Regions from separate parts of the Ovis aries genome. Here region 1 is linked to region 2. Evidence: chromatin contacts called from public Hi-C data. All regions are on one chromosome and are shown on one strand. The core of a region is the stretch at or near the end of the contact, and the rest is flanking DNA. Distances in the headings are between cores, read along the strand shown.

Evidence for each region. A called contact is a pair of places that touch in the nucleus more often than the background predicts.
Region 1: a contact with region 2 is called in a Hi-C map of skin fibroblasts, with 5 times the contacts expected there. The contact joins the promoter of PDZRN3 here to the enhancer-like site in region 2. A contact is called at or near these places in 4 of 16 Hi-C or Micro-C datasets (hypothalamus, muscle, skin fibroblasts and 1 more).

Annotation. Positions count from the first base shown.
Region 1 is chr19:28,219,575-28,224,691 of ARS-UI_Ramb_v3.0, forward strand. It overlaps PDZRN3 (PDZ domain containing ring finger 3), which reads left to right and starts at 1,409. Exons shown (of 10, transcript XM_015102331.3): 1 at 1,409-2,247. The coding sequence starts at 1,525. LOC105603436 (a long non-coding RNA gene) reads right to left here and starts at 2,588. Exons shown (of 2, transcript XR_001022584.4): 1 at 2,410-2,588; 2 at 433-941.
Region 2 is chr19:28,070,623-28,076,121 of ARS-UI_Ramb_v3.0, forward strand. No RefSeq gene overlaps it. Among named protein-coding and RNA genes, the nearest start is that of PDZRN3, 150 kb to the right of the region's middle. Within about 2 kb of position 3,884, at least 14 of the 54 cell types and tissues checked have an H3K27ac peak or open chromatin away from gene starts, as enhancers often do.

The sequences.
Region 1 (5,117 bases), core at 159-2,658, 150 kb after region 2:
AACACTGAGATTCAACTTTTCCACTTCACTATTCAGGATCTGGCAGCACTTCCCAAATGAGAATGCCATAGCTTGATTTCTTTCTTACCAATTCTGGCCAGATGTTTCTTAGCAATGTCTAGAGCCTGGGGTAGAGAAAGAAAAATTTAAAAAAATCACCAAATCCATGGATGTTGCTATGAATTGATCACGTAAGTTGGAGTCCCAAAGTACTATTGCTGAAAACTGCCCTGCTTGAAACTACTCCCCAGCAGAAGCAAAACGTCCAGTTTCATGGACTGCCACTTCCCAGTCAGGGGCAAAACCACTGAGTAATAGCATCAGCACCACTTGGAGGCTCTTTTTCACAAGCAGGTTCTCAGACTCCACCCCAGGCCTACAGGATCAGAATCTGCATCCATAGTAAAATCTGAGAAAGAATGCTCTACAGGGTCTTCAGGAGTAGTTTATTTTTTGCCTTTTCTCATCCTGAGTTTCCTCAATTGGAATATGGAAATATAACAAAGTGCATACAAAGGGGGAAAAAACCTGAAAGAAGACAGTTCACAGGGGCACAGGAGTGCGGGGGACTATGGGGGAGTTTCTCGAAGCTCTACACTGCGCAGTTTTCCACAACGTAAGACCAGGGTTACTTCTTTTGTAATGGGGAAAAATAATTTTAAATACAGCTGACGCTCTCTCACAATATTGTACTGATGATTTTTAAAGGGACCACCGTAGCAGGGCCCAGCACCATACTGCAGTGCAGACAAGTCAAAGGTGTTAAGTGAACTGGGTGGAGCCAGCCAGCAGCCGGTGAGCAGCTCTCGTCTCCGAAAACTGGCCCTCATACACATTCGATCTCAGCACCTGGAAACCTTGGCCTGGCAAACTTCGGGATCCGCTGAACCTCAGATCTGACCTGTAGTTGCTGGAGCGTCCCGCCGGCTCTGTAACTTTCCCTGGAATAAAATAAATAAATAAAGACCGTAAGTGCTGAAATAGCGGACCCCACACTAATCTCTCTGCAGTCAGCCACGGAAAGAGGAGGCCGGGGAGTGGAGTCAAAAGTCGCAGTCTGGCCCGGACGGGGTTCCAGGGAAACTAGTTTGGGCGGCTGCAGCATCCTTAGAGGCTAACTCTGAGCTTTCTCAGCTGGCATTTTGTCTCCTGTAGTGAAAACTGCAAGAGAGAGGAGTGGAGTTTCCCGAGGGAAGGGCTCAGGCTGGCGTCTTGGGCGGGCCAGCCCCTTCGGCGAGCTTCTGTGTCTTCCCACTTGCCTCCGCCTCCCTCCCTCTCTCCTCCCTTTTGGGTCGGGCTGGCGGGAGGCCTCAGAGGCAGAATGGTCTTGCGCACGCGCTCGCGCAATTACGGCCGAGGAGTTCTGTTCCTCGGGCATTTTCCGAGGAAGTCTGGAGCAATTAGGCTCAGTCCGGGGAGAGCCAGCGAGCGAGCGGGCGGCGCTGCCGGCGCGTCTGGGCTGCCTCGCTGGGAGGGAGGGGGCGGCCGGCCGCCCGGCGGCGACCCCGGGCCCCGGCCGCCACCATGGGCTTCGAGCTGGACCGCTTCGACGGCGACGTGGACCCGGACCTGAAGTGCGCTCTGTGCCACAAGGTCCTGGAGGACCCGCTGACCACGCCGTGCGGCCACGTCTTCTGCGCCGGCTGTGTGCTGCCCTGGGTGGTGCAGGAGGGCAGCTGCCCGGCGCGCTGCCGCGGTCGCCTCTCGGCCAAGGAGCTCAACCACGTCCTGCCGCTCAAGCGCCTCATCCTCAAGCTGGACATCAAGTGCGCGCATGCGGCGCGCGGCTGCGGCCGGGTGGTCAAGCTGCAACAGCTGCCGGAGCACCTCGAGCGCTGCGACTTCGCGCCCGCGCGCTGCCGCCACGCGGGCTGCGGCCAGGTGCTGCTGCGGCGAGACGTGGAGGCGCACATGCGCGACGCGTGCGACGCGCGGCCGGTGGGCCGCTGCCAGGAGGGCTGCGGGCTGCCCCTGACGCACGGCGAGCAGCGCGCCGGAGGCCACTGCTGTGCACGGGCCCTGCGGGCGCACAACGCCGCGCTGCAGGCCCGCCTGGGCGCGCTGCACAAGGCGCTCAAGAAGGAGGCGCTGCGGGCCGGCAAGCGCGAGAAGTCCCTGGTGGCGCAGCTGGCCGCCGCACAGCTGGAGCTGCAGATGACCGCTCTGCGCTACCAGAAGAAGTTCACCGAGTACAGCGCGCGCCTTGACTCGCTTAGCCGCTGCGTGGCCGCGCCGCCCGGCGGCAAGGTAGGCGCCCGCCGTCCGCCCCGACCCCCTACTGGCCCTGGGGCGCCTCCCAGTCCCTGTGGTCTTGGGGTTACCGGGAGCTTCCGGGAGCATCTCTGCCTCCCTCTTCTAACTCTCCTTGCCAGATAGATCGCTTTGAGCCGGTCGGGGAATCAGTCTCACCTTGGGAACTGTTGTCCTTACAGATTAAACTCAGGGTGAAGTACAGCTGCAGCAGCTTCATCGGTTCTGGAAAAACTAAAAGGAATTCGAGAGCAGCGCAGAGTTGAGTGAGTGTGGCTCTTGAGTCAGAACCCTGTAGGGGCTTTGGTACAGACCAGATGGATGATCTTGGGCAAATCGTTTAACCTCTTTGAAAGTTGGGAAACAGGGTTCCTCTACACGTGACAGGAGATAAGATACTGACACACGCGATGTTAACTATATCCATGCACCCTCAGGCGGTCCGGAAAGAATCAAAGGAACCCACAGCCCAGCCCGTGGAGACTAGGTTAACAAGGTTGCCAGAGGAGAGGCTGCTGGAGTAAAAGCTGGATTCCAGTGTGAGCTTTGCTGCCAACTAGCTGGCTGACCTTGAGCAGGCTGCTTAAGCTTTCTCAAGTTGGAAAGTAGGGCCCTAGAGATGTGACACGGGGGGGGGGGGGGGGGGGGGTGAAACACTGCCAGGCCTCTCCTGTGTTACTCCTCCAGGGATTGAAAGAATTCCAGAAAGAATTAAAGGAACCGCCACCAAATATAAAGTAATAATTGGCATTGAGGCCTCTGGAGTTAGAACTGTTTTTTGAGTCTGGGCTCTTGGCTAGTGTTGTGGCTTAATCCCAGGTGCTTCAGTCTCTCTAAATGTAAAATAGATTTTTTGCCTGCTTCAGGGAGAGAACATATGAAAAGGATCTAGCAAGTTGCCCTGTAGAGAGCAAATGCTCAACAAGTGTTGCCTGTAATTATCTTTACCCTCCTTCCCTTGTAAGCCATCCCCCTGCTCTGGGAGTTGGTATAATTACAACAGCCACTACTGCTGGAGGCTTGCCTTACTCCAGGCCCTATGCTAAAGCTCTTGTGCTTCTCAGCTGTTTCCTTTTTAATCAAGTAAGGGAGGCAGGTTGCTTCTCATTTTGCAGAGGAAGAGAACTCAGGACCAGTGAGGGGCAGCCCTGGCCCCGAGTCATGGCTTTGAGGTGGCAGAACTGGGTTCCGAACCCACGGATGCCCAAGCTCTTAGCCATCGTCGTGTCACTTCTCAGTGTAACCACAAGTGCCGTTTACTGTGGGTGTATTATGTACCAGCCACAGTAGCAAGCACTCTGCGTGCATTCTGTATGTAATCCTCTGAGATGAGGAAGCAGGCACAGGTCACAGAACTTGTCCAGAGTCAAACGGTGACTCAGGAGACAGAGCTAGGATTCAGATTCCACCTCAGTCGTCAGCCTTGGGCATTTTGACATTTTGGACCCCCAAATTCTTTGTTATAGGAGGCTGTCCTGTGCACTAAGGGGCATCCTTAGCCTCTACCCACTGGATTCCAGTAGCACCCCCTACCTCTAGGTGTGACCACCAGAAATGTCTGCGTGTGTTATCATGTATTCCCTGAGGGGACACAGTCAGCCACAGAGAACCAAGGTTTCCCTTGATTGCAGAGGCCACCTTTTCACCAACCGGTGAGGCACCTGGGCCATACCGCTGCCACTCTGGTTGCCTGTTGCAGGGGAGGAGAATGTGTGTGCCTGAGGGGTCCCCAGGGGCCTGCGTCTGCTTGTCTACTTCGCCTCTCTGGCCCTCTCCCAGCCCCCTCTCCCATAGTGCACACCGACTTCCCCCCTCTCGCCTCCACCCCATCCTGGCCCCCCGCCTGTCTGTCAGCTGCAGCCCCAGCAGCTGGCCGGCTCTGGGCGAAGGGCAAATATTTACAGCTCTGAGGCTCACCCAGGACCGCACAGGCGTACAAAAGACTGGTGTGAGCCTGCAAGTCCCCAAAGCAGGGGGCCAAGCTCTGTCTACAAGCAGGCGCCGGGCTTGGGGTGAAGGAGTTCCCGGAGTTTCTCCTGTTTATGCTGTCATCTGGACTTCCTGTGGAGTTTTAAGTGATGCTTATTTATAAACAAGCCATTCACTTCCCTGGAGTTTATACATCATTCATTGTTAAGCTGGTTTATTATTTCTTCTTGCCTTTCTGTTTTCTTTCTGGAGTGTTTGGGTAAACTCTCTCTCGGAATCAAAAATATGATACTTGAATCAAAATTATGGATGTTTTTGAAGTTCTGTTGGGTGAGTCAGGAGGATAATCAGGGGCATTAAGCTTGGGGACAAGATGTTGCTTTCTGAGCTTACAGACAAAAGTTTCCTTCTGGAGTTGGAGTGCTGCTCAGGACTTTCATGGACCTCAGTGCTGGCTTGAGAACAGCCAAGAAAGGCCTGGCCTGAAAGCTGAACTCATTTTTCTGGCCTCAGACCCTGGCTGTCTCAGCCCAGGCCTTAGGGTAAAGCGCACTGCTTTTGCCTTAAAGTTAACCCCTAGTCACCCTTGGGGAAAACTTTTGCTGTTCCTGCATCTGCCAGACAGACCCCCTCCCACTGCAAGCTGTTTAAGAACTTGTTTATTTCATTGGCCGGACTCTGCTCCCACCGGGTACTGTTTATTCTCTTCTAAAAGGCAGAAGGATTTATATTCCTTGGAAACGGGCATGCACAAAACTTTTATTATTTTTTAAAAAGTCCTATCGCTTACCTCTCTGTTAAGAGCTAAAGTAGATAAGAAACACTCAGAAGATTTTTCCATACCCCCTTCTTCAGGGCTTTAGAACTTGTACCATAAAATGATCTGGCATTATTTAAATAATCTTAGATTGCGATTTATGATATCCGCTGAAGAGAGG
Region 2 (5,499 bases), core at 2,634-5,133:
ATACCATATCCCTGTCCTTTCCATGGGTCTCTTCAGGGTACGTAGTTTCACACAACACAAAGGACTCAGAGAGACCAAAAAAAAAAAAAATGAACTTTAGAAAGAGTAATAATAGGCCCCCAGCATACTGGGAGGACTTGAAGAATTCAGTTGAAAGCCAACATCAGGGAAAAAATAGCTAAAACTATGCTTTGGAGAGATTTCAAAGAGGAAAATGTTATCCCCAACACAGCCCATCAGAGAAATAAAGTGCCTTGTCCCTTCTGTGAAACACTAGGACCTATTCAGAGTCTAGTAAGCTGTCATCTGACTGGCACAACCTGTTTCACATGCCTGTGACGGAGCTTGACAGAACTGCAAGGGATGCTAGGGGAAAGTACCCACTGTTCCCGGGTGGCTCAGTGGTAAAGAATCCACCTGCAATGCAGGAGATGCAGGAGGCATGGGTTCAGTCTCTGGCTTGGGAAAATCCTCTGGAGGAAGGGGCATGGCAACCCACTCCAGTATTCTTGCCTGGGAAATCCCGTGGACAGAGGAGCCTGGCAGGCTGCAGTCTCTGGGGTCACAAAGAGTTGGACATGACTCAGCGACTGAGCTTACATGCACATATCTTCAGCCTTTATCATTGGAAGAGGTCATTGTTCTATCTCAATAAAAGATTTCTCGGTATAGAAAGCCAATAAAATGCTTAGTAGCTAAAATAAATTGCAGACTTTAAACACACTGTGTTTCATTTCCTACTCATCTGCCTTTCCCAAAAGGGAGCCATATGGGTGAGGACAGGAACCATATCCACGTTGAGTACCATTTCATCTTTACTCAGAGCACATTACCTAACACAGAGAAGGCCTTGAGTTGGACACTGTTGGAGAAATTAACAACAAATATAATTGCTATAAAATGTTTAACAGAGTATCTGACACACAGTAAGAGTTCTTCAAACACACAGAGCAATGGATCTTTTGAAGACAGGTGTCATTTGTCATTCCGTTTTGTGTCCCTAGCAATATATCAGATAGTTAATATGTGTTCAATTGAGTAGATAATTAAATTAATGAATTAATGGATATATGTTAATGTAATTCATTTCTAAGTGATATCCAAGGAACTGCTTAAAGCACAGATCCTTGAAGGCCCAGCGAGGCAGCTAGGTCCTGGTGGGGAGAGGTCACATAATGGGTTTTCTATCAGCAGTCACAGGAAGTCCAAAGAAGCTCATATCTGTATAAACAGTCCTTCTATGAATCAAAGTAGAAATGCTTCCTTTCCCTTCATCTGCTTTGCAAAGCTCCCAGTATTGCTAGCCTTACTGCCAGCTGCCTGAACACATAGTGGCGCAAGGTATGCAGTGTGATTTTCACTGCAAAATCACCAGCTATGGTTTGGATCCCCTTGCAGACAGCCCAAGAATATAAAATTTCACGTCCTGTATTGTCTTTGGGGCACTTATTGCTAATCGAGAGGACAGCACAAGTTCTGATTTCCAGCATGTAATACTGGTAAATTTGCCCCCAAAGCTTATGACTAAAACTTTCTCTAAGATCTCTTTAGAGCCTCTGACTCAACACTACCACCAAATCTGAAAGGCTGGCCCAACAGTATACCTTCAGCAGCAGCCATCAACACTGATCTCGAAACACATGTGATGTAGGGAGGAAGAGACTGTTTCTCATGGGAGTCCATGATTATGTGTACTCCCATCAGATTATAGCCTGATGCAGTCATTTGACAGGAGCTAGAATGTGAATCAAAGAAAGGCCAACTAAAACTATTGTCAGATTTCAGTAAGCAATTCAGCTACATGAGGAGGAAATGGGGAGGGGCGGGGGAAGGGGAAGGGTTGTTGAAAAACTCCAGATGGTTATATTTATTTGCAAAAAAAGAAAGTTTTGAAGCATGATAATAGTTTTCTTCAAATTTAGAATAATTTTAAAACTGTTGTCCATGTGTAAGGTTGTGTGTGCTCAGTTGCTTCAGTTGTGACCCCATGGACTGTAGCCTGCCGGACTCCTCTGTCCATGGTTTCTCCAGGCAAGAATACTCGAGTGGGTTGCCATGGCCTCCTCCAGGGCATAATCCCAACCCAGGGATCGAACCCACTTCTCCTGCATCTTCTGCGTTGCAGGTGGATTCTTTGCCTACTGAAAGTGAAAGTGAAGTCGCTCAGTTGTGTCCAACTCTTTGCAACCCTACAGACTGTAGCCTACCAGGCTCCTCTGTCCATGGGATTTTCCAGGTAATAGTACTGGAGTGGGTTGCCATTTCCTTCTCCAGGGGATCTTCCCACCCCAGGGCTCGAACCCGGGTCTCCTGCACTGTAGACAGATGCTTTACCTGCTTAGCTAATAGCAAATGAAAAGAATATACATATACCTGTTGATTTCCCAGGCATCTGGATTCTTTAAGATCCTGAAACACTAGTTAACCGTGATGACCAGTAGGTGGCAGCATAACCTCCACCATTTTTTATGTTTGTCCTTGAAACACTGAGGCTATCATCATTTGAAAGTTAACAGTCACAAATTGCATACCAGCTGCCCAATTTGTTGCCTGTTGTAACATTTCTTTTATGATAGACTCCTCTTTTCAAAGAGATCCATTCAGCCAATATAGCCTTTAAATATGTGCACGGTACTAAAGATGCATAAGCATTGTGCTAACCTGCCATTTTTCTTTTTCCTTTCTTTCTCTTAGCTTTTATACAAGCAAGTCCTTGCATGTCTGATTGGATCAAGACAATTAACTGTTCTTTAAAATGTTGCTTCCATCTATCTTGTATGCGTAACCACTTACCTACAAATTTATTTACCACGAACCCACGCACTGCCAGTGGAAACAGAAAGGATGGGGGGACTGATTTTAAACAGATTATGATTCAGTTACTGGCTCCATCATTTGATTCCTCTGAGTCACATTTTGTTTTGTCTTTGTTTATTCATATAAAGTTCCTAGAGTCAATAATATCTGCCTAAGATTATTATTAATCTGGTAAGATTATTATTATTATTAATCTGGTAAGATTATTATCATAAATAAATAAAGTAGCTGAATTCCCTAAATGTTCATCACGCTCTTACTAGGCACTCAGCATTGTGTCAAGCCCAGGGAAGAAGCGTGACATTGACTTTATCCTAAAGAAGTTCACAGTCTACAGCTGCGCTGTCCAGTACAGCGCCTTCTTGCCATGTGCTGCTATTTAAATTTAAATTAAGCAAAGTTAAGTCAGATTAAAAATTCGATTCCTGGAGTACACTGGCCACATTTCAAGTGCTTGATAGCCTTATGTGACTTGTAGGTACCGTATTACTTTATGCCGATAGAGAACATTTCCATCATTGCAGGAAGTTCTGTTGGATAATACTGGTCTGGATGACCACACAGGCTCATAGAAGTTGTTATAAGTTTCAAAATTGCTTTCAAAGACCAATACATGGAACAGGGAGGTGAAATAAGCAAACAGAAAAGCGGCATGAACCCTTTCTTGTGGTGTCCAGAAAGACCTACAGACAGAAATAGTTTTAATGGAAGTCAGGACATGAAGGATGGCACACGAGGAGTGATGCTTTTAGGAAGCCCTGAGGGGAGGAGGAAGGTCTCTGAACAGGTCTATCTTGTGCAAGACTGTAAAAAAGACAGAAAATACACAAGTTCTGCTCAGGGAACTCGAGCCGTTCTAAATTGTGAAAGGATAAAGCCTGAGGGGCAAGAAAGTTTAGACAGGAGGAGATGAAACCAAGGAGAGAAAATCACCCTCTAAATTTCGAGTGTAGCCTGAACACTCGTGACGGCTTAGCTTTTCTTTCCCCCAGCGTGAGAGCAGCGGTGATGACCCTTTTTACAGCTGAGCTCAGAGCGAGGGAGCAACAGAAAGAGGGAGAGGTCCCTGCCGGATTCTTTCCACAACCGCGTCTAAGTGGAAAATGAAACTAACCCCTTCCCGCCTGCACAGCACCTCCCAGGACAAGACGCTTTTGCTCACACATTCCTCAGACTGTGAGAACAACCCACCAACCCTGTCACCAGTCACAGGACTGCCCCCTCGGCCCCCGGGGACGCACATTCCCCCAAAATGAGTGAAGGATGCCTTCTGCCAACCTTAAAACTGACTCAAGCCTCTTGAGTCCTAAGCTTTGAACCAATCTCCAACTTTTTGTGGTTACAGTTCACAGTTGGCTGGCAGAATATGACTTCCTGGTTTGGAGATAAAAGACTTGGGGGTGGGAGCGGGGAAAAGACTGAGGGGGGAAAAAAAAAACTGACTTGACATCAAATGCCTCTTTCAAAATACAGCTTTAATGAACAAAGTGCCAGTGAACCTTACTCATCCTGATTACATTTCTGAAAATGTAATCTTTTAAAATTTGAGAAGAAGGGGGTTTGGCAGAAATAGATTTGGGGTTTCTTTAGCTTCCAGACATCTGGGAGAGAGTGGAGCTATTGCTGATTTGCAGCACACAGCTGGGAGGAAAGGGCCCCGTTTCAGGGGAGGAGAGCAAGGAAAAGGAAAAGAAAAAGCTCCATTGTAATAGATGTTCCAAAAATCATCAGTCTTTCAGAAGAGATGAGGTGGGGATGTTGGGGGAGGGATGGGTTCAGCTCTTCATACGGTTTTATTTAAGCTTGAATACAGATAATCAGTCCTGCTGTTTATTTCCATACCAAATGCTCAGGGGGCCAGAGCTCTGTCACATTCCTAACCCGTATCATTTTAGCAGCAGTCTTTCTGGAATAGAAAATATACTCAGGACATTTCCTCATAGAGAGTTACCAGGAGAGTCTAGAAGAGCTCTCCTGGGCTTTCGCAAGCCAAAGCGTGCTCCTTCTCCCTCCCAGGTGGCCAATTATTCCTGTGACAACACCTCATACTTTCCATGTGATGCCATTTGACAAAGGATAAGCAGAGCCAGGCTAAATGCTCACCCACTTGACACTTAATCTCTTTATCGTCCCAATTAGAATGTTCAGGGAGAGGCGCTGGCACCAGGGGTCAACTGCAAACTCTCTCCTTAGAGATGGTGAGACAATAGGTGTGATTTTGAAAAGCAGAGGGTTCTGGCATTAGACAACAGGCTTTAGAGCCCAAACTTGGCAACTTGCACATGGAATTCAAGTCCTCATAGCCTCATCTTTCTCATCTGTAAAATGTGAATTTACATCATACTTAACCTCACAGGGTCAGTTTTGAAATTATATGAGCCACGTCAGCTGGGTGTCCAAAAAAGAGCTTGACACACACAAGAAGCATTTGATTAAGATGGGTTACGGCCTTTGCCATTATGATGTCACACAAACTGAATAGCGTACTGGCATTCTGCAGAGCCTGAGGGTAGATCACGCTCCTCCCACCAAGAGAATTATTTTCAAGTTTCTTAAGAACTAATGGGATATCCACCTCCCCCCAGTTGTTTTTATTGTGAAAAGTACATATAACGTGAGATTTTTCTTCTTAAGAAATTTTAGAGTATACAGGGTGGTATTATTGTCAACTGTAGGCACAGT